Regions from separate parts of the Mus musculus genome. Here all the other regions are linked to region 1. Evidence: chromatin contacts called from public HiChIP or PLAC-seq and promoter capture Hi-C data. All regions are on one chromosome and are shown on one strand. The core of a region is the stretch at or near the end of the contact, and the rest is flanking DNA. Distances in the headings are between cores, read along the strand shown. Region 1 holds the start of Smg8 (smg-8 homolog, nonsense mediated mRNA decay factor (C. elegans)). Region 2 overlaps Gm33742 (a long non-coding RNA gene). Region 3 has its middle 57 kb from the start of Gm33742.

Region 1 (4,959 bases), core at 1,497-3,996:
GGCTCACAACCATCTGTAACGAGAACTGATGCCCTCTTCTGGTGTGTCTGAAGATAGCTACAGTGTACTTACATACAATAAATAAATCTTTTTAAAAAATTTTTATAAAGCTGCTATTGCTGTTGTATCAGTATTAAAATGCACCCTATTTTAAATGTTTACTATTTTCTTAATTTATTTTTTATTAGATATTTTCTTTACATTTCAAATGCTATCCCAATAGTTCCCCCATACCCTCCCCCTCCCCCGACTCCCCTACCCACCCACTCCCACTTCTACTAATTTTTATCATAGAATGTATATGCTTTTTACTGTAAGCACTTACATACTCTGCACATTGTATGATTTTATTAAACTACTGTTTATCATATGCTTCCAGAGTTCATGTTGCTTTGTTATTTTTAGACAGGGTCTCACTGTCTAGCTAGGCTGGCTTGGAACTCCTTATTTACAGAGTTCCACCTGCATCTGCCTCTTGAATGCTAGGATCAAAGCCGTGTACCATCACAACACATCTTGAGGTTTAAAAAACAAACAAAACTAACAAATATAACATAAAAGACATGGAGACTGGTGAGAGGGTTCAGCAGGTAAAGATGGTCACTTAATAAGCCTGGTGGGCCTGAGTTTAATTCCTGGGTCCCATAGAAAGGTGGATGGAGAGAATCAATTCCACAATGGATTTGTTTGTTTTGTTTCGTTTCATGGTGCTAGAGATGTAACCTAAGGCCCCTTAGCAAGTGCTCTAACCACAGGGTACACTCCCATCCTAAAGAACTCTTTAAAAAGACCTATCACAGCTCTATGCACAGTGAGTACTCTGTGTTTATGCTGTTATATTGCTACTATTTGACTTTCTAAGTAAGATTTCCATGAATGTAAGTGACCACCACCACCTCCTCCTCCTTCTCCTCCTCCTCCTCCTCCTCCTCCTCCTCCTCCTCCTCCTCCTCCTTCATTTTTCCTTCGAGACAGGGTTTCACTGTAACTGTCCTGGAACTCACTTTGTAGACTAGGCTAGCCTCAAACTCAGAAATTCGCCTGCCTCTGCATCCCGAGTGCTGAGATTAAAGGCATGTGCCACCATACTCGGCTTAAGTGACCTACTTCTATGTCTAGCTTAAAACCATAAGTATTGTAAGAAGTGAAAAGCATGGATGGTATACATCTGTAATGCCAGCACTTGGGGTGTGAAGATAGACCAATCAGGAGGGACAAGAGTTCCAGGGCAATTGAACCTACAATGGGTTGGGGAGGGAGAAGGAGAAAGAAAGAATCTATTACAAATGTAGTCAGTGGTAGAGCACTTGCCTAGCATTCACAAAGACATGAATTAGATCCCCAGCAACACACACGCACACTTATTCATATTTCCACTATGCTAAATTATTAGATTAATTTTCCACAATTGGTTTGTTTGTTTGTTTGAGACAGAGTTCCTCTGGGTAGCCTTGGCTGTCCTGGAACTCAGTCTGTTGGCCAGGCTGGCCTCAAATTCAGTTCAGAGATCCACCTGCCTCTGCCTCCCTAGAATTTTCTACAATTCTTTTGTTGATGTTTATCTTTTTGTTTTGAAACAGATTTTTTTATTTTTTGGTTTTTCGAGACAGAGTTTCTCTGTGTAGCTCTGGCTGTCCTGTAGACCAGGTTGGCCTTGAACTCAGAAATCCGCCTGCCTCTGCCTCCGGAGTGCTGGGATTAAAGGAGCGTGCCACCACGACTTACAGTTTTCTTACAGTTCAGACTGGCATTGAATTTGAGACATAGCTCAGGATGATCTTGAACTTCTAATCATTCTGGCACCTCCCAAGTGCTGGGTTTGCAGCATGGGCCACTATACCCAGTTTATACTGGTGCTGAGGATAGAACACAGGACTTCCTGCATACTAGACACGTAGCTCTCCACCTCCACGTCTTCTATTTCTTAAAGATTAATTTTGGAGTGTGTGTGTGTGTGTGTGTGTGTGTGTGTGTGTGTGTGTGTGTTTTGCAGGCCATGGGTGCTGCAAAACAAGAGCTCCTTTTCTCTGTAAGAGCAATATCTGAATGTTGGAATCACAGAAGTGCAACAATGTGTTTGGTGCTCTCGCTCCTCCCTCCTGTCCTTTCTTTTTTGTTTTCTTTTCTTTATGGAGACAGGGTCTTGGTATGTTATCAGGCTAGCACAGCTGCTGTGCTCAAGAATCCTTCTTCCTTGCTGGGTGGTAGTGGTGCATGCTTTTAATCGCAGCATTTAAGAGGTAGAATGGGGGCATGGGGGAGAAAGGAGGAAAGGAAGAAAGGAAGGAAGGAAGGAAGGAAGGAAGTTAGGAAGGAAGGAGAGGGAGAGAGAGAGGAGAGGGAGGGAGGAAAGGAGGAAGGAGGAAGGAAGAAAGAAAGAAAGAAAGAAAGAAAGAAAGAAAGAAAGAAAGAAAAAGAAATTAAGAAATTCTCCTGCCTCAGTCTTCAGAAAAGGTGAGAGTATGATCAACCACCCACGCTGAGCTGTTAGAAGAATCAGTTGGAACTGTTGTGGGTTTTGGCGTATTCTTTAAAACTGAAACGGCAACCAATCTAGCTTTCGATATCTTAAACTCGAGTTGAGTAAACGTAGCGCTAAGACCTTGCAAGGGACACGAAAAGGCAAAGGGGTGGAAGGGAGTGTTGGGGGGAGGGACAGACACCCGGAACTCAAGGACTAACAGGCGGAGGAGGGATTTCACAATAGGACCGGGTGGGTTGGGATCAGCGAGGGACCGGAAGAACGCTAGAGGAAGCTCTTTCTCCGCCATGGCGGGGCCGGTCAGCTTGCGCGAGCTGCTCATGGGGGCGTCGGCCTGGCTGGGCTCTGAGAGTCCTGGAGGCCCCTCCGCTGAAGGCGGGGGAAACGCGGCTGGCACGCCCGAGCCCCCGTGGAGGGAGGATGAGATCTGCGTGGTGGGAATCTTCGGCAAGACGGCTCTGCGCCTCAACTCCGAGAAGTTCTCTCTGGTGAATACTGTGTGCGATCGACAGGTTTTCCCACTCTTTCACCATCAGGATCCTGGAGATCCAGGAACTGGAATCAAGACCAAAGCTGTCTCTGTCGGAGAGGCGGGAGGAGCCGGAGACCCCGGGGCTGCAGCCGGGGATTCACTTCGCGGAGGTATGGCTACGGCGGAAGGTAACCGAGCTGAGCCAGGTCCCCAGGACTTCAGTCTTTTGCAGGCCTATTACAATCAGGAAAGCAAAGTTCTGTATCTTATTCTCACTTCCATCTGTGACAACTCACAGCTTCTGCGTGCTTGTCGGGCCCTCCAGAGCGGTGAAGCCGGAGGGGGCCTCTCTTTACCTCATGCAGAAACACACGAGTTCTGGAAGCATCAGGAGAAGTTACAGTGTCTCAGCCTCCTTTACCTCTTCTCTGTCTGTCATATCTTGCTCCTGGTCCATCCGACGTGTTCCTTTGACATCACTTATGATCGTGTATTCAGAGCCCTGGATGGACTGAGACAGAAAGTACTACCCCTCCTCAAAACAGCCATTAAGGATTGCCCAGTTGGCAAAGACTGGAAGTTAAACTGCCGACCTTGCCCACCTAGACTCCTCTTCCTCTTTCAACTCAATGGGGCCCTTAAGGTGGAACCGCCTCGGAGCCAGGATACAGCTCATCCAGATAAACCCAAGAAGCACTCTCCCAAAAGAAGGCTGCAGCATGCCCTGGAGGACCAGATCTATAGAATCTTTCGCAAGAGTCGAGTCTTGACTAATCAGAGTATCAACTGCCTCTTTACGGTACCTGCCAACCAAGCTTTTGTGTACATAGTCCCCGGAAGCCAGGAGGAGGACCCAATTGGCATGTTGCTGGACCAGCTTAGGAGCCATTGTACCGTGAAAGACCCAGAATCGTTGTTGGTGCCCGCACCCCTTTCTGGACCTAGGCGGTACCAAGCGATGAGACAGCACAGCCGCCAACAGCTCTCCTTCCACATTGATAGCAGCACCTCGAGTTCTTCAGGCCAGCTAGTGGATTTCACTCTTCGAGAATTCCTGTGGCAGCACGTGGAGCTGGTCCTAAGCAAAAAAGGTTTTGATGACAGTGTGGGCAGGAACCCACAGCCTTCCCATTTTGAACTGCCCACTTACCAGAAGTGGATCTCTGCAGCAGCAAAGTTGTATGAAGTGGCTATCGATGGGAAGGAAGAGGACTTGGGCTCCCCCACTGGGGAGCTAACATCTAAGATTTTAAGCAGTATTAAAGTCTTAGAAGGGTTTTTGGATATAGACACAAAATTCTCGGAAAACCGGTGCCAAAAAGCTTTACCCATGGCTCATAGTGCCTACCAGTCAAACTTGCCGCATAATTACACCATGACAGTCCATAAGAATCAGCTTGCTCAGGCTCTTCGGGTATACAGTCAGCATGCTCGAGGTCCAGCCTTTCACAAATATGCCATGCAATTACACGAAGACTGCTACAAATTTTGGAGCAATGGCCATCAGCTGTGCGAAGAGAGGAGCTTGACTGACCAACACTGTGTCCACAAATTTCATTCCTTACCTAAATCAGGTAGCTACAAAGTTCCCAACAGTTTGAACTGAAAACTGGAGCTGTGCTTTTAGTATTAGTGTGTGTTTGTATGGTGTGGTGTGTGTGTCTGAGAGAGACCTCGCACCCTTGGAGGTCAGAGGGCAATGTTGTGAGGTCAGTAGTCTCCAACCTTTTCATGGGTCCCAAGTATCCAGCCCATGGAGTTAGCCTTGTGCTGCAAGCACTGTGCCTGCTGTGTCATCTCACTGGCACCTGAGCTGGGTGTGTATTCATGTATTAAGATGATTTATTTGGTACATAATTGGGTTGTTTTTTAAGAGCCCTGCAGAACTTTGATAGTAAATACTTTTTTTTTTCTTTCTTTGCTTTTATTTGTTTTCTGTTGTTGTTTTTGAAACAAGGTCTCTATTTAATCCTGGCTGGACCTGGAACTCACTATATAGACCAAG
Region 2 (4,959 bases), core at 1,517-4,016, 250 kb after region 1:
AAAAAAAAAAGAAGCTCTGGGACTCTGGGCCAGCAGGAGAACCCATCAGATTACGGTACTTGCTATACAAGGTACAAGGCTAATGATCCAAGGTCCATCCCTGGAACCACAGAAAGATGGATCATGGCCTCTCTCTGCATGCCGGGTGTGCACATGAACCCCCAACTCAAGAAAACAGTATATTTTAAAGGCTACGAGACTGAATGGAACACAAAGGCAGAGGAGAGAACCAAGCTGGGAGTCCCAGGGTGGTACTTGGCAAGAGATCAGCATTTAGAGATTAGAGAGGGAGCAAAGCAGTAACGCAGAAGTAGACTGAAAGAGAACTGAGGTAGCCACGGTTGCAGAGTGAAGAAAACACTCTAGAGTGATTTGCTAACTTTGAGTTACTTGTGTGTGTATATGTGAATGTATGTATGCATGCATGTGTGTATGTATGCATGTACATACGTATGTATGTGTATATGTATGTAAATGCAGGTAACTTCAGAGGCCAAATTCAGGCATTGGATTCTCTGGAGTTCCCTGGAGCTGTGAGGCACTTGACATGAATGTTGGGAACCCAACTCAGGTCCTCTTGTCCACTGAGCCCTCTCTCTAGCACCAAAGGAGAACAAATTACTTCAGGGAGCGATCAGCCTCCTAACAGGTGCTGACTGCAGAGAGACCATGAGTGCAGGGTTTGTTTTAGTGTGCGTTCTCTTGCATGCTGCCCATTGGCCTTCATGTCTTTCCTGTCTCTTCTTATTCTGATGTAAGCTGTACAATAGTTGGTAACCCTAAGATTTAGAACAATGTCTTGTTCATGGTACGTGTTCAATGAGTAGTCACCAGATCTTTGTTAAATGGAAAAAACAAACAAATAAAGGCCCGCACCTTTAGTCCCAGCACTTGGAAAGTGCAGAGGGAGGCAGGTCTCTGTGAGTTTGAGGCCAGCTTGATCTATATAGCCAGTTCTAGGCCAGCCAGGGCTACATACTTAGGACTTGTCTCAAAAAAAAACAGACAATAGCAACCCATGAGACAAGAAAAATAAAATTATATTTTCTAATATTTCTCTATATTAAAGAAAGCTTACTTTTATACTGGAAGTCATGCTGTAATACTAAAGAAAAAAACTGACACGCCAACCCCCCCCCACCACCCATGTAGCTCAAGCTGGCTTTGAACTCTCAGTTCTTCTGACTCAGCTTCTTGTATGCCGAGATTATAAGGAGGCATCCCATGCCCAGCTAAAAGTTTGAATGACTTATTTAAAATTAGGCAAGGGTGTAACCTCACATTTCTTATCTATAGAAGGGGACTGCTCAGTGGGTAAGGCACTTGCTTCCAAGCCTGAGGACTTCAGTTCAATTCTTGTAATCCAGGGCTGGAGAGATGGCTCAGTGGGTAGGAGCACTGACTGCTCTTCCAAAGGTCCTAAGTTCAAATCCCAGCAACCACATGGTGGCTCCCAACCACCCATAATGAGATTGATGCCCTCTTCTGGTGCATCAGAAGACAACTACAGTGTACTTATGTATAATAATAAATAAATCTTTGGACTAGAACTAGCGGGGCCGACCGGTGGAGGGAGCAGAAGTCCTAAAAAATTCAATTCCCAACAACCACATGAAGGCTCACAACCATCTGTACAGCTACCGTGTACTCATCTACATAAATAAATAAATAAATAATTCTTTAAATTCTTGTAACCCACGTGGTTGAAGGAGAGGACTGACTCCCCAAACGTGTCCTCTGACCTCGCAGCGACATATACATAACTTCCCTAGCACAAAGTAAGTGTAAATAAATAAATGTAAAATATATTTTAAAGGCAATAAGATAATATTTGACACTTTCCTCAGGATGCTGTGATTTGAGGATCTGAAAGATTCTCACAAGCCAGACCACACAGCACGACTGCAGGTGCTTCCAGATACATAAGTCGTTGCTATAGCAAGTTCCATGCGCTTGGGCGAGCCTCCCTAGCGACAGCCATGTTTCAGTCTCACATTTCATTCAGTCTCACAACTTTAAATACCAGAAAAAACCGGAAAGGTTCCCAGGGGAATTACGCTTCCAACCAAAAGCATTCGAATGCATCTCAGGATTGAGAAAAGGGCCATAGAATGTCTGGATCAGTGTTGTTACTCTCCTTGTTTCATCTTAAATTGAAATAATTCAAAAGCCAGATGTGCAAGGTGGCTTTCACGTGTAATCACTGTACTCTGGAAGCTGAGGCAGGAGGATGGCTAGTTTGGGCTACATAATGAGTTCCAGACCAGCCTGGGCTACAGAGTAAGACCTTATCTCACCTCTCCTCACCACTGCCAAATGTAGTAACTTTGTGTCTTTTTACATAATACCTCCTTTCTTTGTTTAGACTCTATAGCTCAAATATCACTCCTTTGTTGAACCTACAGTGGCTACACATCCCTGCATCTATACACATCCCTGCATCTATGTGATCCTCTCAGTTACCCTAAGGAGATTTGAACAGATGCCAAGGGTTAGAAAGGCCACATTGTTGCAATCTAGATACTTTTCCCTCCAAAGGTTAACTAGGAAACTTCCAGGAACTCCTGTAAGTTTAAAGAAGGTAAAGATCCCATTTTCAAGAAGAGTGGCCTTTAACAAGGGAAAAAAATGTGCTGAGTGAAGAGGGTTAGAAGCGGGTGGGATAAGCAGTTGTGGGAGCCCGGAGTCCATCTGGATTATCACTAAGCAGCCTTGGCCGCTAGCCAAGGCTTCTGAGTTATTGTTTCCCCTTTGCTCTGAATCACACAGCCCTGCTTTTCTTCCTGCCCTGGACTCAGAACTCTTGACCCTTCTCTTTTCTGCATGCTGGGCAGAACTGATTATGTTTTAGCACTGGTGTCTTAATACCAAATATCAGGAGAAGATGCCAGGATAGTGTTTAAAGATTCTAAAATGCTAAGAACTTAAGAGATAACTATTTAGAGAAAAGCTTCAAGGACAAACTTTTCCAAATAGGGACAGAGTTTTCATTCGTATGTTGATTCATCTTTTATTCTCTCTCTCTCTCCCTCCCTCCCTCCCTCCCTCCCTCCCTCTCTCCTTTTCTTTCCCTGTGTGGGTTAGTGCTGTGACAGGGGATGAGTGGCTGAATCAGGAAAGACAGAACATCACTGGAGTGTGACAGCAGGAGAATGGGTTCCTAAGGCTGCAAGTGTGCCCTTTGAGATGACTCAAAGCATCATGCTGCAAACTCCCTCTTTTGTATTCCTGTCTCCACGGGGGCAATAGCATCTCTGCAAATGACTGTGCCTGACTGGCCTGTCATTGTTTTTAACACATTCACTTGTCACTTCCTAATATTAGACATTGTGCTAACTGATTTGCATATACTCTTTATAGCCCCCCTCCCAGAAAAAAAAAAAAAAAAAAACGGAGCCGTAGGAATTTTTAACAGTCTTACTTCATACAGAGAAAACAGCCTTGATCCCTTGGTCAGGTGGAGCATCCGGAGAGTGGGTAATAAGTCACTAAGGAAGAGGAACAAACACAGTGAAGGGTGACTTCACAAAGGTGAAGTGTGCTAAGCTGGAATAACAGGATGCTGAGGTCAGAAAAGTGTTTTCTGATGCTGGGACTCTTTGAATAAGAAATAAACAGAAGCACACTCCCATTTCCATTCATATTCTGTTTCTTTCCATGAGATGAGTATTGTGTTGGGACCACGTATAATGAACAGATGCAGGTCGCAGGCTATCGGGAGCCAGGCAGCTCATGACTTTGTGGTATAGAGCAGGTCTTTAAAAGCTTTTCCAAACAGAGTAGTCTTTTGGGCAAGCTGGTCGGCTCCCATGGAAATACTAGAATCTGATTTTCTTTTCCTTCTTTTGTTGATGCAGAGCTGTGCACCCACGGGTTCTGAGAAACCAAAGGTGAGGTGTTTGTCAGGCCTGGGAAGAAGTCATGCTTCCCAGGGGGAGGTGACAGCTGAGGTGTCACTTCAGCTGTTATTTCATCTCCCTGCAGTAGGATCCTCATGCAGCAAAGTGAGAACAAGCTCTGACCTATTTAGGATGCTAAGACACCATTGAGCGCAGCTATGTGGGAGTGGGGGTAGGGGCAGATGATGCAGATCCTGAAACTGCCATAGGAAGAAACTGAGCATTTTAGAGATGCTTTTATAATGACCTTGGTTTTTATTACTTTAATATTATTAATACTATGTATCATTTGTAGACATGGCATCATTTATTTCTATATTAATACTAAAAAGACTCACATAATATGCATGTTTTATAAATACAACTTCTTTGAGGGGTTAACAAGGTCTTAGGCAGCCAAGGCTGGTCTCAAACTTCTGATTGTTCTGTTCTTCCCTCCCAAGTGCTGTGATTTCAGCCACACCTACCCTGCCCAGCTCAGAAACAGTCACTCTAGGCCTCAGAATCATCTATTTTCAGGTAGGTGTGAAACCTTTACAAATATTTTCCATTTCATCTTTAATTTTGGTTGAGTCCTAATTTTGTAGTCTGGCTCTATATGCAGAAATTTAATATATTGAAGTGTTGTAAAAGCATTTTCCTTTTTGTAAAACACTGGACACATGGAAAACTCATCCCTGCATTCCTTTTGTTGTATAACCTCACACTTTCATGATTGAAACTTTCGAATTGTTTCTTGTTTTCATGGTGCTAGGGATCAAACCCAGGACCTTGCATATCCAGGCAAGGTTTTTTTTTTTTTTTTTTTTTTTTTTTTACCATGAGTCAAATCCCCTAACTCCCCCCAGCCCTGATACACACACACACACACACACACACATACACACACACACACACACACACACACACACACACACACACGGTCAGTTTCTATTTGTAACTCAGAATGGTTTGGAACTTGGTATATACACAGTATCTTAGACTGGCCTCAATCCTGAGATCCTCCTGCCTCAATGTCTCCCCATCCAAAGTGCTCAGTCTAATGGCCTTTAAGGCTTTC
Region 3 (4,959 bases), core at 1,136-3,635, 160 kb after region 1:
GCCTCTAGAATGTTGAGATTGTAGGCATGAGCCTCCATCTCTGGTTCCATATGTAGCCTTCTCAGCTGGCTTTCTTTTGCCTAGTATAATGCTTGAAAGATTCATGGACTAATAACTTCCTTTTTATTGCTGGCTAGCATGCCATCATATGGATATACCACAGTATACCCTCCCTGAGTGGACATTTGTGAGGCTTCCAGTTTTCAACTGTTATGAAAAAGCTGTGTAAACATTTATGTATTGCTTTTCTGTAAATATATATTTAATTTCTTTGGTGAATTTCTATGAATGAGATTTCAGGATCTCGTGGTAAGAGAAATTTTATATTTATAAGGAACTACCAAACTTAACCCCCTAACAGCTGTGTTACTGTGCTCTTGGCAGCTTATAGAGTTCTTGGTTGTACAGCCCGGTCAGAATTGAGGATCATCTGTCTCTCCACTTGTCACTTTAGCACCAGTGACAGATGTGCCTGCTCTGCAACTTATGGTTTTCACCACTGCTTTTCTTTCTTGGGATAAATGTACAGAAAATCCTGTTTGGTAAAACAAGGTACAAATTCAAGACAAAATTCAAAGGTGAGTTTCTGCATTAAACATGCGGTCAGTGAGATGGCTCAGAGGGTAGAAGGCCTTTGATGCACAAGCCTGATGGAATGACTTGGTCCTCAGAATTCACAGTGGGAGGAGATTACTGCCTCCCAAAAGGATGTCTGGGATGGGGTGTGGGGGAAGAGGGGGTGGAGAAGATGAAAAAGGGAGAGAGAGAGAGGAAAAGAAGGAGAAAGGAGGAAGAAAAGGAGAAGGAAAAGAAGAGAGGAGGAGGGAAGAGGAGGAGGAGGAGGAGAAGAGGAGGAGGAGGAGGAGGAGGAAGAAGAAGAAGAAGAAGAAGAAGAAGAAGAAGAAGAAGAAGAAGAAGAAGAAGAAGAAGAAGAAGAAGAAGAAGAAGAAGAAGAAGAAGAAGAAGAAGAAGATGCCGCCGCCACAGCTGTGTCTGGGGGTGGATGCCTTCAATCCCAACAAATCTCTGGAAGTTTGAGTCCAGCCTGATCTGCATGAAGAGTTCTAGGACAGCCAGGGCTACATAATAGACTCCCTGTCGTGAAAAGAAAAGGGAGAGAGAGAAGAGAGAGAAGAATGGAAGAGAGAAGGAAGGGAGAGCGGAGAAGGGGGTAGGAAAAACAACACAGTGAGCGACTACAACAAAGCAGGGCCAGAGTATAGTTCATTCACAGAACACTTGCCTAGCACATTCAAGACCCTGCATTCATATCCAGCACCCACAGCACCCACCTGCCCCCTCACACATAGGAACAAAACACCCCATAACCCAGCCTGAGATAAGTGTCTTTGTCCCATTTTCTTACTTCGATCAGACAGGCTTGCTGTTTTCTGAACTCTCTGTGTCCATCCAAGCAAAACGTACGAGAGACAGCAGGGGCCTAAGGGTGGAAATGTGGAAGACATCAGGTGAGCTGCTGCCTGGTTGCAGGACTTACTTTTAAAGTGTCCTCTGAGTATCTGATTCCACTTGGGTCCATTTTCTCCAAAGCCCCCAGGTGACCCAGCACAAAGGCGAATGTGAAGCCCAATGAAATAAAGCACCCACATTTGAGAACTGGATTCCAAACATCTGGTTCCAAAAATGATGGTGACACAATGGAGTCCAGTGGAGCTGTCGGTCACTGGTGGGGTGCACAGCCCTGTGGCTATAGCCACACCCCATAGACCTGTGGGTTAGTCTTTACATTAGCCCTCAAGGCAGGCCCACTGCCAACTCAGCGTCCTTCCTTCCTTTATCCCTTTGATTTTATGGTCCATCAGGATTCACATAGCCCAGGTTAGCCTTAAAGTCACTATGTAGCTGAGGCTTGGATTATGGGCAAGTGCCACCATGCCAGGCCTTAATTCTCTGTGTGTGTGTAGAACAAAAATCCATATGTTGGAACTTAATTGCATATTGGGGCCAGCCTTTCTCTACTCCCCGTGTACTACCAGGTGAGTCTGTCCAGTCCATCCTCTGAGATTCCACTGGAGCCTCACAAGCAAGAACTGATAGTTGTGAATGCTCTGAGGTTATCTAGAGGAAAAAGCCTACATGAATAGGTGTGTCACTGAACAGCATCGGCATCCTCCCGGGCTTACTGGGTTTGGTATCTAGTGACATGTCAGTTGTTTTTTCTGTCACCCAGCCCTCACTCACATCTGACTCATTTGCAAGACCCACAGATTGCAGAAATGGACAGTTTCACCGTTTCCAACCAACCGAGCTTTACCCCCAGCCCTGCTCTTTAGGGTTTCTGTGGTTTTGTTTCTTTCCAGTGCTGGGGTTGGAACACAAAAGGCCCTATGCAGGCTAGACATGCACCTACCCGCTTCTCTAGCCTGAGCTGTAGTAGTCTAACCAGCCAGTTTCTCCACTTCCTGTCAGGCTCCTTCCGGCACATTCCTAACAGTCCTGACGTGCTCTTTTCAGAGCATAAACAAGAGCTCATCACTCCTTTCATCAAAACCGAACTCCTCAAGACCATATATACTCAGAACCAAAGCCCGAAACACCCAGCCATGCAGACCTTGAATCTGTGCCTTCAACACACCCAGCTTGCTTGAGGTCTTTCACAATCGGACTCCAATGTCAAATCCTTCAGGAGACATTGTGTGACCACTCCACACTTTAATCTATTCACCTGGGTTTATTTTTGTCTTTTCACCAGCCTCTAGTTCCTTCTTTCCCCTTTCTCCCCTCCTTCTTCCTCCCCTTCTTTCTCTTCTCCCCTCTCATCCCCCCCCCCCACATTTCTCTCTCTAGATGGCTTACAGAATGACACCTCTGGTCACCTCTATGCCCCACGTGCCTTGCACATAGTAGGTGGTCCATAATTTGGTTGACTGACTCAGTACAGCGCTACAATGAGCATGGTTCCACCAGGGAGCTGCTGGTGGCTGCCTGCTGTACTGGAAAGGATGCCAATTAATCAGCCCTGCAGTTCAGTCTGACCAGTAGCTAGAACATGGAGCCTTACCAAGCTGGAATTGTGGGAGCTGTATCATTTCGTGGGTCTTGAAGTATTCGCCTTTCATTCTTTCTGTATGCTTGTTTTTGAGACAGAGTGTATAGCCTGGCCCCAAACTCTATGCAAATCTGGCAGAACTCAAATTCACAGAGCTCTGCCTACCTCTGCCTCTGGAGTGCTAGAACTAAAGGTGTGTGTCACCTTGTCCAACCTTAGTTGGTTTATTTATTTATTTATTTATTTATTTATTATTTATATGTAAGTACACTGTAACTGTCTTCAGACACACCAGTAGAGGGCATCAGATGTCATTATGGATGGTTGTGAGCCACCATGTGGTTGCTGGAATTTGAACACAGGACCTTCGGAAGAACAGTCAGTGCTCTTAACCACTGAGCCATCTCTCCAGCTCCCCAACCTTAGTTTGAACTTATATCCCCAACACATGCTCTCATTCTTAACTGGGATGGGGAAGGATACAGAGGGAGAGTTGTTTGTTTGTTTGTTTGTTTGTTTCTTTCTTTCTTTCTTTTTCTTTCTCTGTGTAGACCTAGCTGTGCTCAGACTCAGAGGTCTACCTGCCTCTCTCTGCCTCTTGAGTGCTGGGATTAAAGGCATGCACCCCCACCTCTGAGTCTTACAGTGAAGGAGCCAATTGGTAAATTTGGTTCTCTGTCTGAATCAAATAGAATTCAGCATCATTATCCTTTCTGTTCCTCTCCAGATGCTTGCAGAAGGCAACTGCTTTCCCAGCTAAGGAGTGGAGCACCTCAGGAGGTCCAGGAGCAAGCCCTTTTGGACTTTGAAATTCTCCAGATTTTATTGCCAGTCACAAATGTACTTACACTGCACACTACCATGTGAGTTCTTCTGGGTCATACCGGTCTCTGAGAGGGTCTGGCTTCTCTTGAGCAGTTTGCACATCTGTTCCACACACCACCATGTGAGTTCTTCTGGGTCATACCAGTCTCCGAGAGAGTCTGGCTTCTCTTAAGAGTTTGCACATCTGTTCCATTGTATTGTCAGCAACATCAGCCTCCTGGGGATCTTACAGCCACAGGGTAGAGAGGTCATTTGGACAGGCTCTTCCCTTGAGGGTGTAGGTAACCCATGATGTGTGTCTGGCAGTAAAAGGCTATTGTTCTGTTAGTGAGACAGGGTCTCACTGTGCAGCCTAGGCTGGCCCAGGCTGGCCTCAAACTCACAAATCTCCTGCTTTTAGTTTCCCAGGTGCTGGGATTATAAACATGAGGCACTGCACCTGGCTTTGGAGCAGATTATATAACCTTGATGTAAGGACCAAGACATCCACATTTCCCCATCCCAGCCATCTTTCAAACCTTTCAGCCATTTCCCACAAGACTCTGCGGAGCAAGTAACTATCCTCCTCCTCATCTTGCATACAAAGAAGCTGAACCCCAAAGAAGATTCATAATGTGTCCAAGCCCACAAAGGGGAGATGAGGTTCAGTTGAAGGTCTGTGTGGTCCTGATGTTGGTGTGGTTATGTGTGTGTGTGTATGGCAGACTAACTATCCAAATCCTTAACTCACAGGGGTAGATAGCCTGATATCCATTAGCCAGCTAATGCTAATTTAGGAAAACAACCCCTGAGATAAAGAGTTATAGAGAAGTGACTCTAATTAGCTGGCCCAGCAGGAATGTCGAGTGTTATCTACTGAAGCTCAGAGCTGTTTGGCTCCTAGACACTCCAGGGCAGGACTGTGGGATCCCTGCAGGAAGGAATTTTGAAAGATGCTGAGACCATAAAGAGCTTCTCTGGGTTCATCCAGGGAGATCAATGTCCTCCCAGAGGAACGAAAACATTGGGGGTCAGAACCAAGGAGGCTGGCAAGGGGGTCAAGGGTACTAGAAGGCCCTGGCACTGAGGTCCAAAAGGGAAGAGAAATAGAAATAGATGCTTCACTTCAGGGACAGGGAGGAAAG

The links. Promoter capture Hi-C pulls out the DNA fragments that hold promoters and counts their contacts. HiChIP or PLAC-seq counts read pairs in DNA pulled down with a chosen protein or histone mark.
Region 2: a contact with region 1 is called in a promoter capture Hi-C map of liver, with 2.0 times the contacts expected there. The contact joins the enhancer-like site here to the promoter of Smg8 in region 1. A contact is called at or near these places in 9 of 39 promoter capture datasets (the C10 cell line, cranial neural crest, frontonasal cranial neural crest and 5 more), 2 of 484 Hi-C or Micro-C datasets (embryonic fibroblasts and embryonic stem cells), 4 of 115 datasets of contacts at active chromatin or transcription factors (bone marrow-derived macrophages, embryonic stem cells and pancreatic cancer cells) and 3 of 9 other capture datasets (adipose tissue, liver and macrophages).
Region 3: a contact with region 1 is called in an H3K4me3 HiChIP or PLAC-seq map of bone marrow-derived macrophages, with 2.7 times the contacts expected there. The contact joins the enhancer-like site here to the promoter of Smg8 in region 1. A contact is called at or near these places in 2 of 39 promoter capture datasets (macrophages and stem cell-derived epiblast-like cells), 1 of 484 Hi-C or Micro-C datasets (CD8 T cells), 2 of 115 datasets of contacts at active chromatin or transcription factors (the SCID.adh cell line and bone marrow-derived macrophages) and 2 of 9 other capture datasets (adipose tissue and liver).

Annotation. Positions count from the first base shown.
Region 1 is chr11:87,084,564-87,089,522 of GRCm38.p6, reverse strand. It overlaps Smg8 (smg-8 homolog, nonsense mediated mRNA decay factor (C. elegans)), which reads left to right and starts at 2,746. Exons shown (of 4, transcript NM_024262.1): 1 at 2,746-4,528. The coding sequence starts at 2,770. It overlaps Prr11 (proline rich 11), which reads left to right. Exons shown (of 10, transcript NM_175563.5): 10 at 1-367.
Region 2 is chr11:86,838,483-86,843,441 of GRCm38.p6, reverse strand. It overlaps Gm33742 (a long non-coding RNA gene), which reads left to right. Exons shown (of 5, transcript XR_001780285.2): 4 at 4,343-4,418. Among named protein-coding and RNA genes, the nearest start is that of Gm51288, 12 kb to the left of the region's middle. Within about 2 kb of position 2,766, at least 106 of the 459 cell types and tissues checked have an H3K27ac peak or open chromatin away from gene starts, as enhancers often do. A contact at or near this core is called in adipose tissue, bone marrow-derived macrophages, liver and 1 more, where this site is marked.
Region 3 is chr11:86,922,732-86,927,690 of GRCm38.p6, reverse strand. No RefSeq gene overlaps it. Among named protein-coding and RNA genes, the nearest start is that of Gm33742, 57 kb to the right of the region's middle. Within about 2 kb of position 2,385, at least 45 of the 459 cell types and tissues checked have an H3K27ac peak or open chromatin away from gene starts, as enhancers often do. A contact at or near this core is called in CD8 T cells, the SCID.adh cell line, bone marrow-derived macrophages and 1 more, where this site is marked.